Regions from separate parts of the Sus scrofa genome. Here region 2 is linked to region 1. A link is a contact called in public Hi-C data. All regions are on one chromosome and are shown on one strand. Each heading gives the region's core, a stretch centred on a gene start, on an enhancer-like site or on the middle of the called end of the contact. The rest is flanking DNA. Distances are from core to core; before and after follow the strand shown. Region 1 holds the start of SHROOM3 (protein Shroom3). Region 2 overlaps SHROOM3 (protein Shroom3).

The links. A called contact is a pair of places that touch in the nucleus more often than the background predicts.
Region 2: a Hi-C map of liver shows a contact between it and region 1, with 2.8 times the contacts expected there. The contact joins the enhancer-like site here to the promoter of SHROOM3 in region 1. A contact is called at or near these places in 1 of 5 promoter capture datasets (liver) and 19 of 47 Hi-C or Micro-C datasets (alveolar macrophages, brain, embryonic fibroblasts and 9 more).

What each region holds. Positions count from the first base shown.
Region 1 is chr8:72,095,689-72,101,322 of Sscrofa11.1, forward strand. It overlaps SHROOM3 (protein Shroom3), which reads left to right and starts at 1,873. Exons shown (of 16, transcript XM_003482418.4): 1 at 1,873-2,210; 2 at 2,641-2,895. The coding sequence starts at 2,731.
Region 2 is chr8:72,156,525-72,162,915 of Sscrofa11.1, forward strand. All of the region lies in intron 2 of SHROOM3 (protein Shroom3), which reads left to right. Among named protein-coding and RNA genes, the nearest start is that of SHROOM3, 62 kb to the left of the region's middle. Within about 2 kb of position 1,592, at least 2 of the 83 cell types and tissues checked have an H3K27ac peak or open chromatin away from gene starts, as enhancers often do. A contact at or near this core is called in fetal liver and liver, where this site is marked.

The DNA.
Region 1 (5,634 bases), core at 623-3,122:
AATTAGAATTTGGGTCAAATCACAGGCCCTAACAGAGGTTATCCTTATGAATTAGCAATGCTGGCCACAAAGAAAGTTTGCCATAAATTATGCAATCTGAGATTCCATTCCTAACAATGGAATCTGACAATTTTAAATCTATGCCCATTTAGGCTGCTTGCAAGATGACTCTGGTCAGATTATTTAGGCTTCTCATGGCCTCTGTGCCCTTTCCTCTGAAAACAAGGATACATTCTTTGATTGTGAGCAATGTAAGATGGGGAAAATTATATTCTAACCCCGATCTATCAGTTGCTACACTGAATAGCCACCAAATGAAGTTCTATATGTTTTTTTTTTCAGATTATATATTATTTTTCATTAAAATATTTTGATGATACAATGAAATAGAGGTTTCTTTGGTCCGCGAGCCCTGAGTTCTATTCACTGCTTACCTTGTTCTTTACTTTGCCTTTTGTTTGAGCTTCATTACTTTTCATATTTTTTAAAATTTATTTTTTGACTAAAGTATAGTTGATTTACAGTGTTGTACCAATTTCTGCTCTACAGCAAAGTGGCCCAGCCATATATCCTTTTTGCTTTTAATATTAAATGTTGATTCTGTGAAATCTCATTTTTTACAAAATGAATTTAGGAGCAAAATCACAAGTGCCACAAAAAAAATTTTTCAAAAAAAAACCTCTTCATCTACTTACGATTTTATTTAAATACTAGAGTGAAAGAAAAGCCAAGGTTTTGCCTTTATTCTTAATTTATAAACTAGGCTGCAAAAGGAAGCCCCAATAAAAATTGCACAAATTACTTCTTGAGAATCAGACAACATTTACCTTATGCTTCTATTTTGTACACATTTGTTTCCACTAAAGTACTATCATTACATTAAAATGACTTTTTACAATTTTTTTTTTCAATCTCTGAGCCCTATGGATGGAGTTACTACTGAAAAGCAAATAACACTTGTCAGGTGTTGTGCATTAAATATTGTCATGACTTCTTTGCATGGTATATCTCTTCTCTAATATTTAACTTTTCATTAACTATAGGCACAAACACCAAAATTAAATTGATAGCAAAACCTCAGTTTCCAGCATAATTCACATTATCATGTATTTTTAAACAGAAAGCATTTCAGCAAAATATCCTTTGAAAGTGATTCTAAAAAAATAAAAAAATAAAAACAAACAGAAGAAGTAATTCTAAATTGTTCCAATAACTTGATAGCTAAGGCTTCCGGGTAAAAGATACAGTTTTCTCAGCACTGTTTAAATTTTTAACAGAGAGTATTCCTGTGAGATGTTATGTAACATTATTACAAAATTCCATTACTAACCTGAAATCAGAACAACATTCTGCCTGGCGTGCCTACTGTTTGCCAGGCATTAAATATTTCTTTTCATTTGAAGAATGGATAACACACAGGTTTGAAATAGATAACAATTAAAATATAGAAGAAAGTCTGCCTCTTGTTTGTATTGAATCCAACAAGCAGAAATTTGATCGGATGATTTCCAGATGAGAAGCTGGACATTTATTCTATTGGCATTTTCTAATGAACAAAATAAAGCCCTTGTGCCACCACCTTGACCCCTACTTAAATGTTTACCAAAACCGCTCAGGGCACTACTTCGCAAACTTGGCTGCACAGCAGCATTGCCCTGCATTTTAGAAAAATGTCAATACCTACGGCTCGCCCCCAAGGATTCTGCTTTAATTGGAACAAGGTGGGGCTCGTGTGGCAACTATTTTCTGCTCCTTGCTAATTAGCCATCTGTATGGTATTTTTAACTGTCTACCTTTTATCAACTGTAAGGCTGTTTTGATTGGTCAGGTCTTTGTGGTGAGTTGAATTCCGCAGAGCACTGCTTACTGTGCAGAAAGGTTGCGGTGCCTCTGTTTGCCTTAATCCATTTCCTCTCACTTCCTTACTCTTTCTTCTCAGAGGAGGCAAGTGGCTGCCTGGGTAGCAGCGGTGGCTGATCATCCCTGAAAATACCGAAGAACTGAGCTGCCTCCTGGATCTTTTTTCCCACCGATGGTTAATTTCCTTTTTTTTTTTTTTCCTTCCCCTTACATTCTGCAAAAACTTATTTTTCCTTTTTGCAAGAAACAAACTATGAACTTATTGCTGGAAAACCTGGGCCAGAAGTGTTAGCGCAGCTTCTCTGTCTCTTTGGGACACGTTAGAAAATTCTGAAGCCAGCAGAAGCATAGTAAGTGCTTTCTTTCTTTTAAAGCTACTTCTGGGGCTAGGGGAGGCTATTGTAATGGTAAATTTCACTCGGGGGAGGAAGAAAGGGTTGATAATCAATCAAAACTGAGGTATTCAGTTGAGTTTTGGCAATTTTCTTACTATTTGTAAGGTGATTTTTAAGTTTCTCTGTAAAATGTACAGGAAAAGTTTGGGTGTGTGTAGGTGTGAAATAAAAGCGGTCTTGAGAGTAACTCTGAAAGAAGTTTTTTGAACAGAATGGAGAAACATAACATCAGTTGGGGGCTTCAGTGAGAACCAGGAATTCCAGGAGGAGAGGTTACATTCAGAAATGTTGAAATGAGAAATTCTGGCTCAGCATCTTGGCGTTAAGGTCGGAAGAACATTTTCCATCGGAAAGAAACAGTTTCTGAAAACTTTTCTTTTGCCAGTGTGGGTCCCAAAGGATGGCATATTGTACTCTAGAAGAAGCGCCTGCCTGAATCTGTTTAAAATTTAACTCTCCGGCTCATGTGTTTGGCATGATGACCAAGGAGAACTTCGAGGAAACCAGTGCCACCCTGAACCCGAACAGGCCCCCCAGGGCCAGGTACATTTATCTGGAAGCTTTCCTGCAGGGAGGAGCTCCTTGGGGTTTTACTTTGAAAGGTGGCCTGGAGCACGGAGAACCATTAATCATCTCTAAGGTATGCTTCTTTTTCCAGTACTGTCTTCAAATTGCTTTTGTTCACCTTTTGCCAGATCTGTCAAAAACACAAAAATAAGGCCAAGGAGTGCCTGAAGAGTGCCTGCTTTGCTGTTTCGTGACCTTTCTGATTGTATCTGGAAATATTTTGCCTGGCTTGGCATGTGAAAGAAAAATGTGTCTAGCGCCTTTATTTGGTGAAATCCCAGAGGAAAATGTGCTTGTTTGATGGCTAATCTCTTTTTGTGAATGAAATAGTATCAAACAAGCTACCACATGATCTTTTCAGTTATGAATCAGATTAAAGATTAACAGCACAGCTAAGGTGGTGGCAGACTGGGTATCTGTATATGTGCACTTTTATTTGGCATATGGCTAGAGAAATATCTGCTCTTCTTTCAACTGAAAATATCTAGCATTCTAAAATATTTTAGAATTTGTAATTCTGGATCATCAATTGCATCAATATTATTTTTTGCTTTTTGCACATTCAGAGAGGAGAATTAAATCAGCCTTCAGTATGATTCCAGGGCAAAACAGCATTTTTGCCTCTCTTCTTTATCTATGCATTTAAGCCAATTTTTAAACCTTAGCCATCCCGCAGCGTGCCTTGGTTCTTCATTTCTCTTGGTGAGGATACGTACGCCCATTGCATGAATCCATTTTATGCCGTAGGTTTAGTGTTTCTGTTTTTCTCTGAAACTACAGAGATTAAGAAACCGTGCAGAGATTTCTTTTAAAATTTCAGAATATTAGCAATCAAAAATAATGGAATATAAGTGCATTACTCAAGAAACACTGGTAATTGAGGCGAAAATTTTTTTCTGGTTTGAAGGTGGGAAAGAGTTAAATATGCATTTTGCCTGAGTTTGGTTACCTATTTAAGGTTAGTTTTCATATTCCACCAAATGCGTGTTTTAGGGGAGTCTGAAATGATTCTTATTGTGGGTGAGCCAGTGGGAATTGGTTTCCAGCAGTGAGCCAAGAGTGTGCAGGTTATTACTGTAAGCTGTGTGACTTTTCCTTGTCTTTCCTAAGAAAACAAGATATGTTTACATATATGTGTATTCATAAGGAAGGCTTCCACCTATAAGTAACTGGAAACCCAACTGATAGTGGCCTAAGTAAATGGGCTTAGTTTTTCTCCTGTTACAAGATATCTAGGAGTTCCCTTATGGTTTAGTGGGTTAAGGTGTTTCTGTTGCTGTGGCTCTGGTTATAACTGTGGTGTGGGTTCGATCCCTGGCCTGGGAACTTCTGCATGCCATGGGCACAGCCAAAACAAATGAACAAACAAAAACAAAAGCAGTCTGGAGTTAGGCTGTCCAAGCGAGGAGAGGCAGCTTAATAAAGTCGAGAACGTCCCTTCTGCCTTTTTATGATGTTGGCTTTTGTCTTCATGGTTGCAAGATGGATGCCACACCTCCAGCATTGCATCTTCATTCTGGGCAGGATTTGGAATTTTTATTTGAAGAGGGACAACCTCCCTGTGAAACTCGTGCTTACATCTCATTGACCAGAACTGTGTCGCATAACTATCCTTAGACCGATTACTGGCCAAGGGAATGATATTACCATGACTAGTTTAGACCAGTCAGGATTTCTCTCCTGGGTTCTGTAGTAGAAACTCAGCCTTCCTGATGTCAAGGAAACCTCTACCCACTATTTGAACAAATCGAGGGTCTGTTTCAGGAAGAAAGAGGGAATGAGTATTAGGTAAACAGCTGAGAATATCTGCCACAGACATAAATAACATCTCTGCATTTTAAAACTCTGATTTATATTCAGTTTGCCTGGTCTTTAATAGGATTTTATGTATCTGTTTACGTGAATACAGTTTGCTGTCAGACAGGCCTAATCCTACCACTAATGAGCCGCTGTGCTAAGGCTCCATTTTATCTGCAGAAAGAGGGTAAACAATTATTTCCCTTATTGGAATGTGTGAGGATTGAATGATACTGTGCATTTAGAATAGTTAGCATAGGATCTGATACACAGAAAAAGCTCAAAAATCTCTGCAAAGATTATGACGTTGCTTTTCTTTTCTTTTCTTTTTCTTCTTTTTTTTTTTTTTTTTTTTTTTTTGATGCCTGCACCTGAGGTTGAATTGGAGCTGTAGCCACCTGCCACAGCCACAGCCACAGCAATGCCAGATCTGAACCGAGTCTGAGACCCACACCATGGCGCATGGCAACACTGCATCCTTAACCCACTGAGCGAGGCCAGGGATCGAACCTGAGTCCTTATGGATACTGATCAGATTCATTTCCTTGATGGGAACTCAGCTTTTCATTATTCTAAGAGATGCTGTATTAGGATACAGGCTATACAAAGATCCAAAATAACAACAGCTTAAACAATATAGGAATTTTTCTCTCTCTCACATGACAAATCTGAATGTAAGCCAAACTGAAAGATGACCACATGGGTCAGGGACCCTAGTCCCTTCTACTTTCTTACTTCCATCCCTGGAGTGATGCCCTGTCTGCCTGGTCCATGGCGATTTGTCATAACATCAGCTTTCCAGACAGTAAGAAGTGAAAAAAGAGGAAGCAGAAGGCAATCTCTTTCCTTTCAAGGATGTAATCTGGGGCAGTCTACTCTCTCCAGCATAGTAGCTACCAGCCACATATGGCTATTTCCATTTCAATTAAAAGTAACTAAAAGGGGAGTTCCCGTTGTGGCTCAGGGGGGTAAGAACCCCAGCTGGTCTCCTTGAGGATGCAGGTCCAGAGCAGTG
Region 2 (6,391 bases), core at 342-2,841, 61 kb after region 1:
CACGTCTGCGACCTACACCGCAGCTCATGGCAAAGCCGGATCCTTAACCCACTGAGCAAGGGCAGGGATCGAACCCACAACCTCGTGGTTCCTAGTCAGATTTGTTAACCACTGCGCCACGATGGGAACTCCTGACCCAAGAATCTTGCTGGGATTCTAGAGTCAGGAACACCATGATATATGACAAGCAGTTGATGTAGTGGAAAGGGTTGGTGCCTTTAGTTCTACCTGAAATCTTCCCTTCCCTTCATTGCAGTTCATTTTTACTTGTCCTTTGGTTGCAGCTTAACTGTCGCTGTTCTCTCCCGACTATTTCAGAGACCCTCCCCCACCCAAGCGCCCTATTCCCCTTGGTGACTCTTATCACAGTTGTAATTAAGCAAACAAAAAAGTCAAGTAGGTCATTGCCTAAGGTCAGTGTCACCTGATGGAATGTAACCTCTCTAAGGACAAGGACCATCACTGCATCCCCAGCTCCTGGCATAGTGCCTTACACAAAGAATGCGCTCGATAAATATTTGTAGAATAAATAAGTATATGATGAGCTGAGAGTTAGGGAAGCTCCAGTTCTATTCCTAGATTTGTTCCTATTCACTGTGTGATTTTGGACAAGTCATTTCAACTTGACCTGATCAAAGTACTTTTTCACTCATTCAACAATGTTGTGATTAAAAAAAAAATTTTTTTTTGTCTTTTTGTCTTTTGAGGGCCACAAAAAATGGAGGTTCCCAGGCTAGGGGTCTAATCAGAGCTATAGCTTCTGGCCCACGCCACAGCCACAGCCACGCAGATCCAAGCCGCGTTTGCAAACTATACCACAGCTCATGGCAACCCTGGATCCTTAACCCATTGAGCGAGGCCAGGGATCGAACCTGCAACCTCATGGTTCCTAGATGAATTCATTTCTGCTCTGCCATGACAGGAACTCTAATATTGTATGATTTTTGATTCCACAGCATATCAGCCAAACGCTTTAACTCCTATTCACCCCAGCACTATGTCTTGGCTAACTAAAACTTCTGGAACTTCTTCAAGTAGCTCATTTGCAGAGAATCTGTTTTCCTTTGTGTTTCAGTAACCTATTGCTACGTAACAAGTAATTCCTCTATATTGTGGCTTTCACAATGATTTGTATTTCAAAGTAAGTAGGAAAAAAGTCATAACAAAGATCGTAGTGAAAAACCAATTAATTAGAAAGACAGGGAGGGAGTTCCCGTCATGGCGCAGTGGTTAACGAATCCGACTAGGAACCATGAGGTTGGGGGTTCGATCCTTGCCCTTGCTCAGTGGGTTAATGATCCGGCTTTGCCGTGAGCTGTGGTGTAGGTCACAGCCGTGGCTTGGATCCTGCGTTGCTGTGGCTCTGGCATAGGCTGGAGGCAACAGCCCCAATTAGACCCCTAGCCTAGGAACCTCCATATGCCGTGGGAGCGGCCCTAGAAAAGGCAAAAAGACAAAAAAAAAAAAAAAAAAGAAAGACAGGGAGATAAGGCAGTGGACCAGGGGGCGTTTCGTTTGAGGAAAGGGTGTTCAAGGCAGAGGGTGTTCAAGGTCCTACAGTGGGACCTGCCAGGCATGCGAGAAGATCAGGAAAGAGGCCCTGAGTGGTGGAGCACAGCAAGCAGGGAGGACAGCAGTGAGCAGCCAGATCACGCTGGGACCTTGGCCAATGCAAGGACTTTGGCTTTTCCTCTGAGGGAGATGGGGAACCCCTGGGGGGCTTTGAACAAAGTGGTGTAACTTGCAGTCTTCAGTCCTTTCCTCTTATATGAATTCCAGTTTGTTCTCTTGACTCTGATCATGCAGATGTGTATTTTCCAGGGTCAGGAGACAGAACAATCTGATTTTATACGATCAGATATAGGCTGCTTCCTTGGGAAGGTTTTTAGTTTTATGTTTGTGGGTTAAGAGTTTGTATTTTCAGTTCCCAGGGAGTTCACACAGGGGTGACTGTCCTATTTGTAGTTTTCCAGCTGTCTGCCTACAGTCTTTTTGAGCTAGACTCAGGCTCAAGTTGATAAGTCAAGGAAGATAGATAGATACATACATACATATAAACATATACATATATATATATGCATAGATTGGCAGATGGATGTGGAAATGGATGGATGTTTGGTTGGGTGGAAGGATAGATGGATGGAGAGATAGAGGCTTCCTCTTTTAGGCAGCATATAAGAAGGACTGGTGAACGTTTTCTTTCTTTGGGTACAAACACAGAGTTCAGAAATTGCATCGTTATCTTAATTTCTCCTCCTGAATCATCAACATTATCTTAATTAACATTATCTTGGTTTCTCCTCCTTAATCATCAGATATATCTAGTTTAACCAAGTAGTAATTGGGTTTTCCCTTATCTCCCTTAAGCAGTGGGAACATTAGAGAGATTTGGCCCTGGGATATTACCAGAGGCGTATTTGCTGAATAGTGAGAGTAACTAACAAAAACTGAACTTCGCCCTTTCGGTATGGGAATGCTCCATAATGCCTGGATCTTTTCTTTTGTGTTCTGGTTTTATGCAAACACAAATTACACTCTTGTTGACTTCACTATAACCCATGAAACTGAAGAAGGGGAAATTTGAGTCCCATCAAAGGCAGTTTCACCAAACCTGCCTCTTGCATTCGTGTGATGGAAATTGAGAACACCTGTGTTTTCTAACAGATTTTTTTTTTTTTTTCTGAAAGAAGAAATGTCCCCAGCAGTAATCAGAAGCCACATGATAGGAACAGACAAAGCTACTTCACTAAAATCATACAGTGCAGGGCGTTCCTGTCCCAGCTCAGCAGGTTACGAACCTGTCTGGTATCTATGAGGATGTGGGTTCAATCCCCAGCCTGGTGCAGTGAATTAAAGGATCCTGAGTTCCCACAGCTGCAGCTCAGATTCAGTCCCCGGCCCCAGAACTTCCATATGCCCGGGAAAAAGAAAAACCATCTCAACAGATACTCAGTGTAACTACAGGATTTTTAAATATCAATGAGGAGTTCCCATTGTGGCTTAGTGGGTTAGGAGCCAGACTAGTACCCATGAGGATGTGGGTTGGATTCCTGGCCTTGCTCAGTGGGTTAAAGGATCTGGTGTTGCTGTGAGCTGCTGTGTAGGTCTCAGACTCAGCTGGGATCCTGCGTTGCTGTGGCCATGCTGGGATGGGCAGCTGCAGCTCCTCTTCGACCCCTAGCCTGGGAACTTCCACATGCTGCAGGTGCGGCCCTAAATTTAACAAAAAATAATTAAATAAATAAAATAAAATGTCAACCAGCAGTGAACTTGTTTCAAGCCATATTCAAAACACTACAATTTCAATATAATTCAGGGCAATAAATGTTTGTATATATAAAGTACAGTGTTAGGCACTATAGTTATTTCAAAAATAAATAAGGAGGGAGTTCCTGTTGTGGCGCAGTGGAAACGAACCCGTCAAGAACCCATGAAGTTGCAGGTTGGATCCCTGGCCTCTCTCAGTGGGTTAAGGATCTGGCATTGCTGTGAACAGTGGCATAGGTTGCAGATGCTGTGAGCTGTGGTGTAGTTTGAAGATGCAGCTTGGCTCCTGTGTTGCTGCGGCTGAGGTGTAGGCTGGCAGCTGTGGCTCTGATTAGACCCCTAGCCTGGAACTTCCATATGCCCCGGGTGCAGCCCTAAAAAGACGTAAATAAATAAATAAATAAATAAGGAGTTATGATTCCTGGTTTTAAGGAAATGAGAAGAGCCATATGTACCCTAGTCATATATATTTTGGTGAGGACTGTGGTAGCCACTAGAGGGGAGTGGACACAGGTTTCTGGAGGCACAGAAGAGGCTCCTTCTGCATGAGGGGCTCAGGGAAGTCTTCACGGAGAAAGTCACATTTCGAGGACTTCTTGGAAGGTTCTGGAAGAGATTGGGGAACATTCCTATTTGAAATTTCTTAAGTGTAGACACAACATAGGATATATTTAGATTTTATAAACTCTTGTTTAAATGAGCAGAGAATATAGAAAGGGAATTAAAAAAAATTTTTTTTGGTCTTTTGTCTTTTTTTAGGGCCCATCTGTGGCATTTGGAGGTTCCCAGGCTAGGGGTCAAATCAGAGCTATAGCTGCCAGCCTACACCACAGTCACAGCAATGCTGGATCCTTAACCCACTGAGTGAGGCCAGGGATTAAATAGTGTCCTCATGGATGCTAGTTAACCACTAGCATCAGGGTTCATTAACAGCTAAGCCAAGATGGGAACTCCTAAAAATTATTTTATTCTTATTATTTGGTCATGGTGTGCAGCAGCTTGATGTGGGACCTCAGTTTCCAGACCAGGGATTGAACCCAGGCTGCTGTGGTGAAAGCACCAAATCCTAACCACTAGACCACCAGGAAACTCCTAGGAATGTTTAAAACAATAATAGTAGTTACCACTTACGAAACACTTGCTACATACTAAATACTTCTCATGTATTTATTCTCTTGCTTATTGAGCAACTTTGAGGTAGATATTATTATCTCCACTTTAAAGATGAGGAAACTGAGGCATCGAGGGGCTAAGCCTATTGCCCGAAGGCCTCCTAGCTGGGGCATGGCAGATTCAACCTTGGACCCAAGTCATCTGGCTCCAGAGTTTATGCTTCAGTTTCGGCATTAGACAGTGCACTCAACTTTCTCCTTTTGTTCCTCCACATCCATGCTCTGCCCCTGGGGGCTGAGCCATGTGGGTTCTATCAACCAGCTCCTTTGTTCTCTGGTTTCCAGTTGCAATAATGGAAAGGAAATTGCAGGGCAAATCTCAGCTTTGCTGGGGCTGCTTTCCTCAATGGAAGACCGCACCTCCTGTGCACTGGTTTCTCCCATAGCTTCCCAAACCATCCCCTCTTCTTGTTCCTGGACAGCTATTGCTGATCCCAGGGTGCTTTATCTTCTCTTATTTGTTCCCTCAAATCTGTCTCTATCTTTGCAGAGAATGGAATTTTGGAGTCCGGATAATCATATGTTCATCTTTTTTTCTTTTTCTCTTTCTTTTTTTTTTTTTTTTTTTTTTTTTTTTATTTGGCCACTGCAGTAAATGGAGCTCCCAGGGTAGGGATCAGATCTGAGCCTCATTCTCGATCTAAGCTGCAGCTGGAGCAACAGCAGATCCTTAACCCACTGTGCTGGGCTGGGGGTCCAACCCGTGTCCCAGCACTCCCAAGATGCTTCCAATCCCGTGGCATCACAGCAGGAGTTCCAATGGTCGTCTTTAATAGATACTGCCAGGTAGTTTTCCAAAGTGGTTATGCCAATTTATATTCTCACTGTGTATGAGAGTTCCAGCTATTCTACACCCTTGTAAACACTTGGTATTTTCTGTCCTTTCATTTTAGCCATTCTGGTGATTATATATAGTGGTATCTCATTGTGGTTTTAATTTGAATTTCTCTGAACTACAGAAGTTGGATACCTTTTCTTGCGTTTTTTGGCCATTTAGATATCTTCTGCAGTGAAGTGTCCAGGTCATTCCCCCTTTCTAAACTGAGTTACCTGTTTCTTATTTATTGATTTGTGAAAAAAAATTTAATATGTTATGGGTACAAATCCTTTGTCAGAGATATGTTTTGCAAATATCTTTTCTCATTCTGGGGCTTGCCTTTTCATTCACTTAATGATATCTTTTAAGGAACAGATAGCCTTAATTTTAATATATTTTAACTTATAAACTTTCATAATTTATGCTTTCTACTTTTTTATCATTTTTATTTTATTTTTTTATTATTATTTTTTAAAATCAAGTTTGGATTTTTAAAAAAATTTTATTTATTTATTTTTTGTCTTTTTGCCATTTCTTGGGCCGCTCCCGCGGTATATGGAGGTTCCCAGGCTAGGGGTCCAATCGGAGCTGTAGCTGCCAGCCTACACCAGTGCCACAGCAACGCGGGATTCCAGCCGCGTCTGCGACCTACACCACAGCTCACGGCAACGCCAGATCGTTAACCCACTGAGCAAGGGCAGGGATCGAACCCACAACCTCATGGTTCCTAGTAGGATTCGTTAACCACTGTGCCACGACGGGAACTCCCTTTTTTTATCATTTTTAAAGATATGTTTGCTACTCTAGTATCATAAGGGTATTTTTCTATGCTTTCTTCTAAATATTTTGTGGTCTTATCTTTTACATCAGGATATGCAATTTATCTGGAATTGGTCTTTCTGTGTGATGTAATAGAAACCTGATACCTTTCTTCTCATATGTCTATCCAGTGGACCCAGAACCTTTCTTCTTAGTTCACTGCAATGTCACCCTTCTAATAAATTAAGTGACTGTATATGTGTGGTTTTATTTTCAGACTCTACAGTATTCTTCTCCATTGGTCCACTTCCTTGTGCCAATATAGCACAATCTTGATTGCTATAGCTTTATAATGCGTCTTGACATCTGGAAGTGG